2 separate regions of the Oryctolagus cuniculus genome follow, and region 1 is linked to region 2. The links are chromatin contacts, called in public Micro-C maps. All regions are on one chromosome and are shown on one strand. Each heading gives the region's core, a stretch centred on a gene start, on an enhancer-like site or on the middle of the called end of the contact. The rest is flanking DNA. Distances are from core to core; before and after follow the strand shown.

Region 1 (2,949 bases), core at 326-2,825, 160 kb after region 2:
ACTTTGCAGCATCAGCCCGGCTCAGGCCTCTTGGATTCTTTACTTTCTTGTCAGAAGGAGAGGCAGAGAGGGGTCCTCCATCCGCTGCTTCTCTCCCCATATGCCCACAGCAGCCAGGGCCGGGCCAGGTGGGAGCCGGGAGCCTGGAGCTCCACGCTGGTCGCTGAGCCCGAGCCGTGAGGTGCTTTCCAGATGCAGTAGCAGGAAACTGGCTTGGAAGCCGAGGAGCCGGGTCTTGAACCTGACTCACAGCAGCCTGGGGGGCGGGGGTCACTGTGTGGACCAACGCTACCTGCACTTCCCTAGACGGCCACTTGGTGGCGCTTGCACCACAGCCTCACCCAGGGGAACGCCAAGTTTACAAAACCCTTGATTTCCTGCCCTTCCAGCCGCAGGGCCCTGAGCGTCCTTGCGCACTCGGCCCTGCTCTCCTTGGACGGGAGGCTCCGGCGCCGCTGGGTTAGCGGGAAGCTGGGATTCGAAGCGGAGCTGGGGCAGAGCCTCCGCCACTTCGGCAGGGGAGCCGGCGCGGCCCAAGCTGTGTCTGAACGGCTGCCCGCCCCAGCGGTTTTATTTTTAAAGATTTTATTTGACTTATCTGGAGGGAGAGACAAAGGTCTTCCATTCACTGGTTCACTCCCTAAATGGCTGTAACGGCTGGAGCTGAGCCAATCCGGAGCCAGGAGCTCCATCCGGGTCTCCCGTGCAGGAGCAGGGGCCCAAGGACTTGGCCCATCCTCCACTGCTTTCCCAGGCCACAGCAGAGAGCCGCATCGGAAGTGGAGCCCCGTGGCGTGCCTCCCGGCTCCCTCCTGCCCGGGCTCCACCACCCCGGACGGTGCTGTGTCTGCCCTGGGCCGTGGTGTCCAGCAGTCAGCCTAGTACTTGCTGTGTCCACACAGAGAGCTTACGTTGTCTGTGCCTCCACAGCTCGTCCATAACTGGACGTTAGCAGACGTGGCAACTCCAGGAGCGGGTCCTGAGCCTAGCGGCTGTCCCCGGGGCCCCATATCGGAGCTCCTGCAGCACCCTGGGAGGCAGGAGGTGATGACGGCTCAAGGAATGGGGTTCCCGCCACCCCTGTGGGAGACCCGGATGGAGTGCTCGGCTCCTGGCTTCGGCCTGGCCCAGCTGTGGCTGCTTTGGGCATTTTTAGGGGGTGAGCAGTAGATAGGACATCCCACTGGTGTCTTTGCCTCTGAAATAAAAATTTGTTTAAAATTGGGTTGTTTGAAACTCTCCTGTCAAGTCTTTAAGAAAGGTATTTATTAGGCAATTAGATCTTCCATCTGCTGGTTCACTCCCCAGATGTTTACAACAAGCAGAGTCCTGGGCCAGCCCAACACCAGGATCCAGGGGCTTCTTCCGGGTCTCCCGCGTGGGTGCAGAGGCCTGAGCCCTTTAACCGCCATCCGCTGCTTTCCCAGGTGCATTAGCAGGGAGCGGGATCGGAAATGGAGTAGCCGGGACTCGAACCGGCGTCCATGTTGCATTTCCGGTCAACCCTGGGAGGCGCCTAGCCGCCTCTACCCGCTTTGGGTACCAGCGCACACGGCGGCGCCTCCACGCCCGTCCGCACGGGGGCGCTGCGAGCATCCTCGGCCGGGTCGCTCTAGGCGGCGGCGGCGGCTGAACCGGAAGTCTCTTTCCTCCCCCACTTCCGCTCTCTGGCCCGGGCTCGGGCTGCGTGGAGAAGACTTTGCAATGCCGACGGGAGACTTTGAGTGAGTCCGGGGTGGCGGCGGGAGTCTCGGGAGACAGTGTGGGGGGGTCCTGGGGGACTCTTAGGGGGCCTGGGTCGCGCGGGGCTGCCGTCGTCCGGCCTCGCCGCCCCAGCTCTGTCCCCGCACGCTTGTCCCCGCAGCTCGAAGCCCAGCTGGGCCGACCAGGTGGAGGAGGAGGGCGAGGACGGTGAGTTCCCACGCGGCCCCCGGCCCGGGGCAGTGCCGCCCCGCTCGGGGCCGGGGCCTGGCCCCTGCCTTGGCCACTGCTCAGGGCCCCCCGGCACCTCCGCGCGCGGCCCCCGCCCCGCGCCACCCTCCTCGGGGCCAGCCCACTGACCCCTCCCGTCCTGCTCGGGGCCGGGGCCAGGCGTGGCGCCCGCGGGGTCTCCCGGCCCGTGCCCCACCCTCACGCCAAGGACCCCCGTGCCCTGGCCACTGCTCAGGCTGCCCCCGCCCCTGGGGCTCACCCCCGCCCGCCCCCTCCTGCAGACAAATGTGTCACCAGCGAGCTGCTCAAGGGCATCCCCCTGGCCACCGGCGACACCAGCCCGGAGCCTGAGCTGCTGCCCGGGGGTAAGTGACAGCCTCCGCCGCGGCCCTGGCCACCCCACCCCCACCCCCCGCCCGGCCCGCCGCTCCCAGGGCTCAGTTCCCCTCCCCGTCCCCCTCCTCAGCCCCACTGCCGCCCCCCAAGGAGGTCATCAACGGGAACATCAAGACGGTGACCGAGTACAAGATCGATGAGGACGGCAAGAAGTTCAAGGTGGGCCGGGGCGGGGGCTTGGGGTGCAGGCAGTTCAAGGTGGGCTGGGGGAGGGGCGTGCCGGGGCCCTGGGCGGGGGCTTGGGGTGCAGGGGGCCCACCCACTGCCCTCGCACCTGCAGATCGTGCGCACCTTCAGGATTGAGACCCGGAAGGCCTCCAAGGCTGTCGCGAGGAGGAAGGTGAGGCCCCCGCCCCCGCAGGGCTGACCCGGGAGCTGGGGACCCCTGTTCCAGGGGGAGTTGAGCTTCCGGAGGCCGGGGTGTCTGCATGTCTCTTGGGGCCCTGAGAAACTCGGGGTGCAGGAGCGGCTGGGGTTGGAGGGGGTTCCCCCGCTGTGCCCCTGGCTGGCGGCAGGCCCCGTGCCAAGCCCCTGGCGCCCGGAGAGACCCAGGGAGGCCGGGAGCTTTGGTGGTGCTGGCTTCACCGGGGAGGGACCCCCGCCTGCCCCCCCCAGCCTGGG
Region 2 (3,331 bases), core at 633-3,132:
CCCTGCGCCCGCGTGGGAGTCCTGGATGGAGCCATTGCGGCCATCTGGGGAGTGAACCAGTGGATGGAAGACCTCTCTCTCTCTCCTTCTCTCTGTGTGTAGCTGTGACTTCCAAATAAATAAATAAAAATTTAAAATAATTTTTTTAAAAAGACACCACTGATTTCTTTCAAAAAAAAAAAATTACCCGGGGAAGGCCCAGGGAAAACCGAGCTCACAGCCCTCGGCCCGGCCTGCAGGCTGGGGAAATACACACCGTTGTAATTTATTATTATTGCTGGGTCTATGACCATCATTGTTAGTGCTACACTTCCTGCGGAGGGACCTCCGCGGCAGCTGGGCGGTGGAGGCTCCGGGCCGCGCCCTTGCGAGCCGGTCTGGAAGAATCTGGCGTCCTCCGCTTCCTGCTTCTGCTCTGGCCACGGTGGCAGAGGGGAAGTTCGGGGTGGGAGGCCGCGGCCAGCCCTTCCGCAGCCCGGGAACTCGGCCTGGGACCCACGGCTCCAGGGCCACGCCCCCCACCCCCCCCCCCGCTGGTTTCTTTTCCTTTTTTTTTTTTTTTAAAGATGTATTTATTTATTTAAAAGACAGAGCCAGAGAGAGAGAGAGAGAGAGGGAGACAGTCCACCTGTTGAATTTGCTACCCAAATGCCCACAGCAGCCAGGGCTGGGCCAGGCAAAAGCCAGGGGCCAGGAGCTCCATATGGCACTGGGGCCATCTCCTGGCTCGGGGCACCTGCGCCCAGCGCTGTCTCTGGCTTCCGCTTGCTGCCAACGCAGATGTGGGAGGCAGCCGTGACGGCTCGAGATCCCTGCTGCCCACGAGGGAGACCGGGACCTTCTCTGTTCTCGCTCTCATGAAATGTATTTGAAAGGCAGAGTGACAGTGGAAGAAAGCGACTTCCATGCCCTGGTCCACTCCCCAGCTGGCCAGGGCGGTGGGGGCTGGGGCCAGGCCAAGGTCAGGTCTGTCTCCCAGGCCCTCGGCCATCGTCCACTGCTTTCCCAGGCGCATCAGCCGGGAGCTGGGTGCTGAGGTATGGGATGCGGGAGTCGCAGGCAGCGGCTTGACCCGCTGCACCGCGGCGCCGGGCCCCTGTCCACATCTACCTGCGTTCCCCGTGGGGGTGTCCTGACCGGATCTTCGCAGGTGCCCCTAACCATGGCAGTGACACGGCCTCCGGGACCCAGGATTACGGCCACCGGGGAGAGAGAACCTAGGACAGCGGAGGGTGGCGAGCAGGGTGGGCTGGAGCGTGGGGTCTTGCTGAAACCAGGCCAGGGCCAAGGCTGAGGCCCGCTCTGGGCCTCGCCGCGAAGAGGCCTTGGTCAAGAGGCCGCTCCGGGCCTCAGTTTCTTGCTCTGGGAAATGGGGACAAGAGCCCATCTCCAGGGCTGCCGCCCGGACCGGATGAGAAGCGCCCGCAGCACGTAGTCTGCTCCGCAAAGGAGACCGGAACTCAGATGTGGAGGGACGGTCAAGCGGCCACCCCGACGGCATGGGGGCCTCGCAGGGCAGGGCTGCACGCAGGTGACCCGGAGGGGAAGGAGGCTTGGCGCGGAGGGGGCCGGGGAAGGGGTACGGAAGGAATCCATTGTGGAGCTCCGCGGCTCGGGGCTGCTGGAGGCCTGACTGACGGCCCTGGCCGCCTCGGAGCCTGCACTCCACGCCGGACTTGCGCGGCCTCCAAAACACACTCTTCCGCCCGCCCTTGCCACCGCCTTCTTCCGCCCACTCCGGGTCAGCCAATCGCAGATGGTACAGCGCATGTGGGGGCAGACCCAGCCAATCGGGACAGAGCCTCGAGCGAGGCCGAGGACCAATCGGAGCGTCTCTGTCATTGGGTTCCTCCCGAAGTCTACGTGCGACGGGGAAAAAAAACCGATACAGTGGCCAATAGGAATGCGTGTTTCAGGCGGCCAATGGGAGACGGCGTCTTGGCGGCGTACTGGTAGCAGCTCCTCCGCGGGGGCCGGGCGGGGTCCCGGGTTCGAGCCGGAGTCCCGGGAGAAGGGTGCGTCTTGGGGGGCGTGGGAGGGGGCGCGCCCGAGAGGGTCTCAGGGAGGAAGCGCGGGGGCAGGCTGCGCTTGGTTGGAGGTGGACCAGACGTGTCGCCAGTGGGTGCCCGTCGTGGCTCCTGACCCTGCCTGCTGGGTTCCTGGGCGGGTGGTTTGAGGACCTGCCCCGGTGGAGACCTCACCCCGACCCACTCCATCCGGGCCCCCAACGTGGGCGGCAGGGACCCAGGCACTGCTGCCTCCCAGGGTGCGCGTGTGCAGGGAGCTGGACCCAGGCCTTCCAGGACGGGTCACGGGCAGACCTAAGATGTGACAAGCACCTGTCGCTCAGCTCCGATCCTGGAGACCTGGGGGGGGAGGGGCGGGTGGTCCGAGCTGGACTCGGGGGGGCGTCCGCGGGGGCTGGGGTCTCTGACCCCGGGCGTCACGGCTGAGAGACAGCAGCAGCCCTGCCTCTGTCCTCACCTGGGTCCTATCTGTGCCCCTCTCTTGCCCGAGACAAGGCCCGCGGGGTCAGTGACATGCAGAACCTCGAGGACACGCCGCAGCCCTCACTGTCGCCAGCGCCATTCTCCAGATGGGCAGACTGAGCCCGCGAGCGGCCGAGCTGACGCGGGGGAGAGCAGGACTCCCTCCCCCTCCCCCACCCGCACCCCCACCCAGGTCTGTTTAACTCCTCTGCCCTGCCTGTCTGGGTATCTCGGGGGTGGGGGGTGGGTTCACAGTTAATTTTTTTTTAGTGACTTATTTCTTTGAGAGGCAGAGTGACAGAGAAACCTCCCATCCTCTGATTCCCTCTGCCAGTGGCCACAACAGCCAGGGTTGGGCTGGGCCAAAGCCAAAAGCGCCGGTTCGAGTCCCGGCTGCTCCACTTCTGATCCAGCTCTCTGCTGTAGCCTGGGAAAGCAGTAGAAGATGGCCCAAGTCCTCGGGCCCCTGCACCCGTGTGGGAGACCCGGATGGAGCTCCTGGCTCCTGGCTTCGGATCTGCCCAGCTCTGGCTATTGCTGCCATTTAGGGAGTGAACCAGCGGATGGAAGACCTCTTTCTCTCCTCTCTCTGTGTAACTCTGCTTCCCAAATAAATAAGTCTTTTAAAAAAGGGGGGGACGCAAGGGCCTCCAGGCAACCCCTGGGGCTGACAACGTCTCCCTCGCCAGCTGTGAGGACCATGTTTCTGTGCCAGAGAAGAGCCGGCTCCAGGGGCAGCCTGCCGGGCGCGGCTGCCGCTCAGCCCCTGGCTGCGGGGGGAGGCCTGCGGGTGCTCCTGCACTGGGCCGGCCCCGGCGGCGGCGAGCCCTGGGTCACGTTTG

Evidence for each region. Hi-C and Micro-C count contacts between places; a contact is called where the count stands out from the background.
Region 1: a contact with region 2 is called in a Micro-C map of ear pinna, with 2.9 times the contacts expected there. The contact joins the promoter of EIF3G here to the promoter of TYK2 in region 2. A contact is called at or near these places in 2 of 6 Hi-C or Micro-C datasets (ear pinna and an unstated tissue).

What each region holds. Positions count from the first base shown.
Region 1 is chr16:67,186,965-67,189,913 of mOryCun1.1, forward strand. It overlaps EIF3G (eukaryotic translation initiation factor 3 subunit G), which reads left to right and starts at 1,576. Exons shown (of 11, transcript XM_070059206.1): 1 at 1,576-1,724; 2 at 1,865-1,911; 3 at 2,214-2,297; 4 at 2,399-2,487; 5 at 2,609-2,668. The coding sequence starts at 1,705.
Region 2 is chr16:67,026,683-67,030,013 of mOryCun1.1, forward strand. TYK2 (tyrosine kinase 2) reads left to right here and starts at 1,883. Exons shown (of 26, transcript XM_070059155.1): 1 at 1,883-2,015; 2 at 2,523-2,682; 3 at 2,824-3,082; 4 at 3,179-3,331. The coding sequence starts at 2,935.